2 separate regions of the Xenopus tropicalis genome follow, and region 1 is linked to region 2. Evidence: chromatin contacts called from public Hi-C data. All regions are on one chromosome and are shown on one strand. Each heading gives the region's core, a stretch centred on a gene start, on an enhancer-like site or on the middle of the called end of the contact. The rest is flanking DNA. Distances are from core to core; before and after follow the strand shown.

Region 1 (5,580 bases), core at 2,029-4,528, 130 kb before region 2:
CATTGATTTTAAATTCCACTCTTAAGCAACATGTATTCATTTATCAGCAACCAGGTGATTCTGTAACTGTGGGGCAATTACAAACAGGAAGCTCTGACTACTGCTACAAAGGCAACAAAAACACCTGTTCTGCACTGAAGATTACCACTTGAAAAAGGCATTACCCTGTACTGCCTTTAATACCTGCCCCAGGTAAAAGAAGACATACACTTGTATACATAAAAACACTTTACCAAGTGCTGCTGTTTACATGGAAGCAAGTAAGCATTTAGCAAATACAGAATGAAAAACAGTTATGACTATGGCATATAAAATACATTTGTTGTTGTAACATCTTTAGAGGACACATCCCTGCTGTTCTGTACAAACATAATGTAAAGGTATATACAATATATATATACATATATTTAGATTATACCTGCAGAGAGCCTGAGTCATACTTGCATCTTTCACATTGGGGTCAGTGGTCAAACTCCTGATGAGGACAGTGATCAGCTGTAAGGGAATGTGCTGAACAAGGCTGGCTAAAGACACAGAAGGTTCGAATGAAGCATCTGGAAAAAAACACATGCTATTTGATTTCAGAGGTTGAAAAAGAAACCCATATATAGCACAATGGAACATTTACTGGATCCTTCTGTATTGTAAGAATTTTTTTCTGTTTCTAAGACACTGTAATATAAGTTAGTTATAAATTCAATAGAAAGTTTTATTATAGGTGGCAGATTTAAAGAAAGAAAAACTGTTTTTATTTTAACCTAAAAAGCAATTTATTATACAGGTAGTACACTGAAACAGCCAGGAAACTGCTTTCTGGTCCTTAAGATATTAAGGTGCCCATACAAGCTAAGACCTAAAGGTGGGCGAAATCAGATTAATTCGCTCAGTTGGTCCTGGGGCCAAACAATAAAATTAGAATGACGTGTATAGGTGTCCGTCAGTTCGGAGACCGATGCGGTCCCCAATCCGACTAATTTAAAATCTGGCCGATTTCAGGCCAGACATAGGTAAGGCAGGCCCGTCGTTAGTGCCCATACATGGTCCGACAAGCTGCTGAATCGGTCTAAGGGACCGATATCGGCAGTTAGGATCGGCTCGTGTATCGCCACCTTTAGTTAAAGGAATAATATCCTGATCAATTATGGATGGAGAACATCATTGCTTTCTATATGTTCTCTCATGCCCAAGAGATTGTTCAAATGAAGGAATTCTGGATTAAGTGCATGACCAAATCTGATGCTTTACAGTCAGATGATTTTTATAACATGTCCAACAATTTTAATTATTAAAACTATCTGATACATAGGTCAAGTCATTAAACTATTTATTTGCACTTCAATTATTGCCAGAACATGGACAACTGTTAAAAGAATTGAAAACAAATTATGGAAAGAGAAAAATAAAAACACATTTCCTTCAGGAAAGCCTGTTGGATGTTTAATAGATCTGCCCCCCTGGTTATCTCTGAAAGGAAATCCATGCAAATCAATACATCCAAAATGATTGTTAGGAAGTAATATAAAAAGGATATTATACTTTTTAAGTTACAGTGTAGAGCATGCTACAGACTTGGCGCCTTTACCAATACAAATGGGAAAGGAAGGGAAGTGATACAAAAATGATGCTGAAATTGACTGAATACATCTGAACAGAATGCGCACAACAGATACTTACCTGTGGATGATATAATTGCGAAAACCTCTTGTAGCGATGGAAGCAAAGTGCACGGCTCAGCCTTCCAGATATTTTGAAGCAAATTACTAACTTTGGTAACTTGAGAAACATATTCACGCAGCTCCTTTTCAAAGGTTGATATACACTGAAAATGTCCAATTGTCCTTACGAGTTGCTGGCAAAATGCGATGGACAATTTCCCTTTGGGAATGCACTGCACAAAGTCAGTGAGCAGTTCACTTAATCTTGCAGCTACAAATGGCTCTGGCCTTTCACAGACTATTCTCAACACTTCTACCTGTAGGACTGAAAATATATCTAGAATGGAGGGACAGCTCATAATCAGTTTCAACCCATTATGGATATAGTCTAATATAGCAACATCCTTGCGCTCTAATGATCTGTATCCTTCTTGCAGAAGGCTCAAAACAAAGTTCCTGTTGAAATAATTCTCAAATTCAGACCGATGGTATCTGGCATATGCTTCCAACACCTGGTGTCCAACTTGTTTCTGAAAGGGATCCTGTCCTTCCAAGATTAAGCGAGTAGTAAGGCTAAACATGGCCTTGCATTGTTCTTCACTGACTGAATTTTCAGCTGATTCCACAACTTTCTTTACTATGACTTTTTTCAGATTTAATGGATGCGAAGAGGTCACCAATCCTTCCAGAATCTTGTCCATTGTGAGCTGGAGAGATTGAAATGCTGCATCTGCACAAAGATAAAATGGAGTCACAGAGGAATTTTTGTAAACATGTAAAATGGTGGGCCCTATAGGTATAAGTACCACTTAGTTAAAAACGTATTAACCCCCAGCTATTTACCAGATGTGCATGATTATAGTTTTAACTAACCGGAGCTTACAGGTGCCACAAGGTTACTATGTACATAGGATAGGAAATTATTTTGTGTTAATGGTGTGGAAATAGTAGAACAGAACTAGAGGTTAAGTGCACTGCCTATGACATTTGAGCACAAGCCATAAACTGAAGGCAGCAACTCAGGATACTGTAGTTAATATCCCCATGATGACTAATTTGTTTAGTCAGTTAATCCCATGGCATTGCCTACTATTGAACTGAACCGAGACATAGGCCAGGAATTGCTATAGTGAAACACTGCCAACATACTACAAAGGAATTACATGAGATAGCAACTGAACAACAACGATACTTTGTAGGGAAGTCAAATTAAAGCTTCTGACAACACCTAAATCCTATGTTTTCTTTTTATACTCTACAATAGGTTAACTAAACCGAAAAGGTTCAGTGCCACAACCTCTGGTAAACGCTAGTCTTCATGTCTTTTACTGAGAAACTAATTGCCATATACATCTACAAAAAAAAACAATAAACTCAACCTCTGTTGTTGTTGTTGTTATTATTACTATTATTAACATGTATTCATGCTGCCCGACAGTGCCGCTTTTCGAGAGACATTCACGATTTCCCTAACACGACCGCAGTCCCGGATCGCTACTTACATGTCCCGCAAAGCTCTTAAATTGCAAGCTCCTTGCCTCCTGTCTCACAGAAAATCCCGACGCCGCAAGTCTCATCACGCGAGATTGTGACATCATGACTACACGCAAGCGCAGTGACGCGCACGTAGTCGCCCAGTGGGCGTGGTGTGCGGAGACGGCGTAACTCAGCGTTGCACATTTGAAAGCCGCTAGTAAATGGCTGTAGGCTCACTGGGAATCCGGTTTCCTCTGCTCGCACTTATTTTAGTTATTTTTTTATGTTGGTTGCGTGCTGTGCCCTGTGCCCTGTCCCCTGTCCCCTGTCCCCTGTCCCCTGTCGGTTCACAGTATTTATTCAGAAGTCATTAAATTGTCTGCTCAGAGCTTGTAGGCAGTAATTCCTTTGTGGATTCCATTTAACCCGTTTAGAAGCTGCGACGTGCCAGAGAGTTTAAAAAATTAGGGTGTTCAGAAAATGTAATCTTGAGTTTTGTGGCTTTTTATACAATGGCGTCGGAGCGTCCTAGTATTTTTGTGCAGAAAAGGGGATGTTTCGGTATTTTTTTTTTTTACAATTCAGGGACAGAGTAAGGGTTAATTTTAGATTAGACTATAGGTAAAATTTGTCCAAAAGTGTTTTGTCTTTATTTCCTCTGGCCCTAACTTAGTGAATTATGTAAATACTAGAACAATATTTTACATTTTAGGGACAACATATGGGCTAATTTAGGGGAATTTTCCTGGCTGCCAGCAATACTGCCTCCATCAGAGCGATGAAGAGTACATATGCTGAGGACTTCCCATACCAGTCAGTTTAACTGAAGAAGCTGCTCGGATGAGTAGTGAAACGTCTTCAATGATTACTTAACAAGTCCAGTTGCTTTAGATTTATTTATACTAGATACTCCATCAGAGCCTTTTCTCCAAATTTGTCCAAAAAGGAAAGTGCAAAGTAATATTTCTTAGTACTTGAGGGTCTCCGTTTTTTTGTGCAAACAAGGTTCAGATTTTTCACAATTCAGAGACAGAAAAAGTGCTAGTTCAGAAAACAATGGGTGAAATTAACCAAAAATAATAATTTACTCTTTGTTTCTTCTGGTACCAATTCTGGATGTGTGCAGGTTTCCTGTCATTCTGCAGCAGAAAGTTCCAAGACCCCAACTTGGTGTTGGTTAAGACCAGTGCTAGGGATCCATGGGTTTCACAGAGGAGTTAGACCAGGGATCCCCAACCTTTCATTCTTGTGAGCCACATTCAAATGGAAAAAGTTTTGGAGAGCAACACAAGCATGTAAAACATTCCTGGAGGTGCCAATAAGAGTGATAATTGGCTATTTGATAGCCCTATGTTGACTGGAAGTTTACAGAAGGCTCTGTTTGGCAATTACACTGGGTTTTTATCAAAGCTTGCCTCCTAACCAGAAATTCAAAAATAAGGGCCTGCTTTGAGGTCACTGGGAGCAACATCCAAAGGGTTGGGGAGCAACATGTTGCTCACGAACCTCTGGTTGGGGATCACTGAGTTAGACCATACTGGCTGTCACCTGCCGTTACCCGTAAACAGGCTTTCTGATGCAGTGCTTTATGTAATGACTAGGGCGATATTTTTCACAATTTACCGGTAAAAATCTTTTGTTTTTATGGTGGCGTCAGTGGGTCCCAGACATTTTTCCTGGTTACTTACAGTACTAGCAGCCTCTTCTCCCAAAAAGGAAAAGTTTTGTTTACGCTACATCTTAGGGATCTTAGGTAGAAAGGCTTATTTGGGCATGTAGATGGAGAGTTGGCTGTTGGTTTAGCTGCCAGTGGCTCTGCATTTATGTGACACAGATCCTTATACTCTCTTACCACTTCTTCCTCAGGAGAATGATGGGAGTAAGATTTCTGTAAAGAAATCATTACTGTGTCTGCCATCCCATCTCACTAAGTGTTACAGTATTACCTAAACATGGTGTACACAGTATGTCTTATTGTGCCAGGGAATGCGTGCTAGTAAGTTGGGTTTTAAATATGACCCTGTGGTATTCCTTTAGTTTTTGGCTACTATAACATGGAGGCTTAGTCTCCCACTGCTCTCTGCTACAGACTTGCTTAAGACTTGCCGCCCTCCCCCCATATCAAGTGTTCCATTTCACAAAGGGAACCTCACCCATGGGTGCCCATAGTATAATTTCGGGGGGGCAGGGGTGCAAAGTTTGCCCAGGTGCAGCAAGTGAATCTGATGCTAAGGTTGTTGTTAACCAGACATGACATCATTCCAACCCAAATAGCATGCACTGCAACTTGAATGTACTTGATTTTCCAATACGGATGCTATGGAAGCCCCAGATTGAGAATCTGCCTAATGCCTAAGGTGCTGCTGTAAGATACCATGGGCATTCATTATTTTGGGGGCTTTTTGGGCCTCTGTGTAGTTGAAATGCCAGGGCCTATTTTGAGTCCCCG
Region 2 (4,865 bases), core at 567-3,066:
CAATTGCAGAAAAGAAAACAGCAGTTTATATGAGAAGCCACTGATATATGCATATAAAAGCCTACTTCTAGTAAGCTGCCACTGGGGAACGGGAAGTTGGCACATTTGTAATAAATGAACACAAAATATAGTTTGATGAAAGCACTGGCAATTGGAAAATTCTTTTTTTTTGGTTTCATGGCTCACTTTAAAGGAGAAGGAAAGGCTAAGTCACTTGGGGGTGCCAACATGTTAGGCACCCCCAAGTGATTTTAATCGCTTACCTTGTACCCCGGGCTGGTGCCCGTTAGGAGAAAACAGCACCAGCTCGGGGTACCTGTAGCGAGCACTTCCTCCTTCCTGCTTCGTTTTGCCGGCAAATTCCCGGGACCGGCGCATGCGCATTTGAGTGAAAAGCCAACTTCTCTGTTAAAGTTCGGCTTTTCACTCTACTGCGCATGTGTACGCGAGCGAAGCCGGAAGGAGGAATCGCTGCTACCCCGGGCTGGTGCTGTTCTCTCCGTACAGGGGCACCAGCCCGGGGTAGAAGGTAAGAGATTAAAGTCACTGGGGGTGCCTAACATTTTGGCTCCTCCAAGTGACTTTGCCTTTCCCTCTCCTTTAAAGTTTGACCACAAGGGTGTTTGAGTATTTTGATTATATTACACTAGATCAGTGATCCCCACCAGTGGCTCGGGGGCAACATGTTGGATGTTGCTCTCAGTGACCCCAAACCAGGGAGTTATTGTTGAATTCCTGACTTGGGGGCAAGTTTTGGTTTAATAAAAACAAGATTTCCTACCAAATAAAGCCCCCTGTAAGCTGATAGGGTGCATAGAGGCCCCTAATAGCCAATCACGGCCCTTATTTGGCACCTCCATGAACTTTTATGGTGCTTGTGTTGCTCCCCAAGTCTTTTTACATGACTGTGGCTCCCGCGTAGGAAAGGTTGGGGATCCCTGGACTAAATGTTCATTTTTCTTATTCCCTTGTAGCTTTCAGCGCCAATCTGTGTTGTTTATTTGAGGATCCAGCTTTGAAAAGCTGTGAATCAGATCGGCAAACTAACCTTTTTAAAAAGTGAACTTATCCTTTGACTATTCCCAAACTTCATATAGCATACACAGGGCGGCACTGGAAAGCCTGATTAAGGGGCAGAATCAGCCCTGTATAGAGCCCCAATGTTTCTCATAACAGCCCCCTGGGCAATACCTTAGTTTCTTAGTATAGCCTATTCTATCTCATACTAATGGTATTCCTAAAATAACTTGAAATGACCCCTTATTTTGAAAGACTAGAAGTTCACGTTTACTAGGGTGTGAAAATGAAAAATATTTCATTTGTAGATGTTTGGTTTAAGGTACATTGTAGAAAACAATCCCCATTCTCAACCTACATGACAAACTCCTAAGAGGGCAGAGTACAAACCCGCTAAATGCGACATACACTGTACCCAACCATTGACAACAAACTATTCTCGCGAGATTTTAGGCAGAAACATCCCCGTAAACCCGGCAATTTAGAAGCCCGCCCCTTTTTTCCCGCCTCCCATTCAATCTGTAGACACGCCCATTATTCCACTCTTGCGCGGGTACAATAGTTTTTTTTATGCGCGCCGCCGCTGCCTCTGCCATATGGGCCACTCGCATCACCCTAGCGTAGGCTTGCGGGGCCAAATCTCGCGGGATCTGGTCTCGGCTCCCTAGTAAAGCTTAGATCTCGCGAGATCTCAAACGGATTGGTGCGTTTTTTTCCCCTCTCCCTGGTGACGCGCGCTGTCGATCAAAGAGGGAAAAAGCCGGCACATTGCGAGTGCGCTCTCCTACGCGCCCCCTACGCTCTCTTCCTAGTGGCTCCCGCCAGCAGCGTGTGGGATTACACACGCATCCATTCAAGGATCGCGCTTTACTCCGGGTTTCTCATTAAACCCCCTGCCTCGTTGTGTGAGCCCCGCGTTGGACGGACGGTGTTAGTAGATCCTGATCATGTCCGCGGAAGGCACCGAGCAGCAGCCGGCTCCGGACACCGTAGCGAAAGAGGAAAAAGGAGAAGCAAAGGAGGCTATGGAAGTAGATACGGGCGATCAGGCGAAACAAGAGCCGGGCGGAGACGCAGTTAAAGAGGAAGCGATGGAGGTAAGAGGAGCCGGCCCAGGCAGCACGCACTTTATGGCTCCTACCAAGGAACTCAAACTTCTTCTTTATCTTGAACGTCATTATTTTAACCATCTCCTGGCCGCTGAGAGTTGTAGTTTTTCAGCAGCTAGATATGTCTTATCTGCTCATTCACTTGCGTATGTGAGAACCTGTAGAGTTAAAGCGGACCTCTCTGTCCCATTGAAATGTCCAGCCGTGAGTGCGCATGTGCGCGGTAGCCGGGCTTCTGCCTCACGGTACCTCTCATTTCCTATATATATATATATATATATATATTATAAGTATTGGCTAGGTGTGGTGCTTCGCACTCTCTTAGCATTGGGCTTCTCATTGTTCCAAAAGTCATTCTAAAGCCCCAGCGGCTCCTCCCAGTACGGGGCGTGGCTACTGTTAGTGCTGGTCGCTCTCCAGGCCTCCAACTCTTTGTTAGCTGACATGCTATACTACATTTCCATCATCCTGCTGCCAGCCTTTCTATCGGCTCACGGAACATGTACAAGGAGTAGTGCCGATATCTGTGGCCTCTTACGTAATTTTTCTAATGGAGATTCTTATGTGTTCCTAGTTCACTTACTGCTGATCATTTATCAGCAATCTGCATCTGGACAGTAACCCATAGCAACCAATCAGAGATGAGCTTTTTTTCATCCTTCTTCAGTTAGAACAATAATAGCAAACTTTGATCGATTGTCATGGGTTAATGCAAGGGTGCAAGTTTTAACCAACTTTATCAAATAAACTCTACTCACTTTTCTCATTTAAGTTATTAACTGTATGCAAGATCTTTTCTGCCCTTGATCTAAATTAGTTATCTTTGTGTTCCTGTTTTTCAGCCTTTTGGCTTTATTTTTATTCGCCTGACTTATTATAAATAGTTGATGGAATACTGTATTTCTAAGCAATCAGTTCTCCCTGTTCAATGAACAGCTGTTTGTAGTCAGTCCCTGTTTATTGGGCCTGTGGGGACTGTTTGGCTTTCTTTGCACCTGATAAACCAGGGTTTATTTCATTTCCCAGTCCAGTCATTTAATAGTTCTTGCCAGTGTTCTCCCCAGAAAAAAAATAAATGTGATATAGCTGAGGTTAAGGGGGCTTAACCCATTTATTATCCAAATGGGTAAAAGTCCAGCCCATCTGTTCCACTTCCTCCGTTCCCAGGCCATGCAGCACTTTGCACTGTAGGATTGAAGCCAATCAGCAATTAGGCTGACCTGATAGGGAACTGAAGCCTATCTGTGCAGAGGTGTGTGTGCTATCCTACTGTGCTTCTGGCAGGGAAAGTTAGAACATGCCCACACTGCATTTGAAACACAGGCAGGGACCCGAGAGAATCTATAGGAAGCTCTGATAAAGGGTTCATTTTTACAGATAGTGGTATTAAAGACCAAAGTGAAACCAGCACCATATAGTATTCATAATTGCCTACAAGATTAGAGATTTTTTCATTTATCCTATGTCTCCTTTAACGTCTATTAGCCCCTTTATTAGGGGGCAAATCTAAATACATAAGTACCAGAATATATACATAATAGACATTTAAGGACTTATGAATAGACGTTTAAAATTTATGCACTATAACCAGTCCGTAATCCCATGATTTTCAACAGTGGAAAGTCACAAATTCAGTTACATTACCAGTTTTTACATATCTCTTAAATTTAGACTAAAGGCCCCCTTACACGGGCCGATAGAAGCTGCCGATATCGGTCCCTTGGACCGGCTCGGCAGCTTATCTGCCCGTGTAGGGGCAGAAACGAGCGGGCTGGCCGACCGATATCTGGCCTGAAATTGGCCAGATATCGATCGGCCAGGTTAAAAGATTCAGTCGGATCGGAGGCCGCATCAGCTCGTTGATGCGGTCCCCGAACCGACTGCCCCATTGCTGCCTACATAATCCGGTCGTTTGGCCCCAGGGCCAAACAATCGGATTATTTTTTTTTTTAACTTCAAGCTAGCTCAAGTGTATCGCTAGTAGGGAAGAAATTGCCAGCCAGGTAAAAATAGGCCTTGGTGGGGATAAAAATTAAATGTTCCTGCCCCTAAAAGAAAAACTTTAACAGAAGCTAAGAGGACTGTGTGCTTCTTCAAATGCATCGCACTGTCCTTCCAACTTCTGTAACAGAAATTTCATCTACATAAGAGGTGGGGAAAACTTTGGCTGTTTGCCTTGTGTAAGGAAATAAAAAGGGCAGATTTGTTATTTGTTCCCTGAAATCGCGGAAGTTTCCTCTCAAGACAACTTCCGCTATTTCAGGGAAATCGCGGCGCCACGTATGCCATCCCACCGGTAATTTGCATTTTCGCCAGTGGGATGGCATTTCGGGGAGATTAGTTGCCCGTGAACAGGGAGATTTGTTGCGGGCGACTAATCTCCCCGTGTGCCAGAGCCCTTAAGATGACCACACACGTGGCGATTTTTGATCTTTCTGTTGCACGAAAGATCGTTCCAACCCACCCTGACATTCAGGGCTGAATCATCAGATATGGAAAAGTAGAAACAATAGGATTTCTACCTCCTTCTGTCAATTCAGCCGTGAAGGCAGATTTTACTCAGGCGCCTTCAATGGCGCCCGATCAAAATCTTTTAACCCGCCCGATCGGCGAGTCGATATCGGCAGCCTTCTGCGATATTGGTCGCCTCGCTGAGTTGCCATACACGCACTGAATTCAATTTTTTTTTAAAAACGCTTTCCTTTTTTTCTGTAGTAATAAACTTATTAATCCTTATTG

Evidence for each region. Hi-C and Micro-C count contacts between places; a contact is called where the count stands out from the background.
Region 1: a Hi-C map of brain shows a contact between it and region 2, with 3 times the contacts expected there. The contact joins the promoter of usp38 here to the promoter of smarca5 in region 2. A contact is called at or near these places in 4 of 5 Hi-C or Micro-C datasets (brain, liver, neurula embryo and 1 more).

Annotation. Positions count from the first base shown.
Region 1 is chr1:59,372,064-59,377,643 of UCB_Xtro_10.0, reverse strand. usp38 (ubiquitin carboxyl-terminal hydrolase 38) reads right to left here and starts at 3,278. Exons shown (of 11, transcript XM_004911130.4): 1 at 3,158-3,278; 2 at 1,675-2,385; 3 at 419-554. The coding sequence starts at 2,356.
Region 2 is chr1:59,238,654-59,243,518 of UCB_Xtro_10.0, reverse strand. smarca5 (SWI/SNF related, matrix associated, actin dependent regulator of chromatin, subfamily a, member 5) reads left to right here and starts at 1,816. Exons shown (of 24, transcript NM_001007992.1): 1 at 1,816-2,114. The coding sequence starts at 1,965.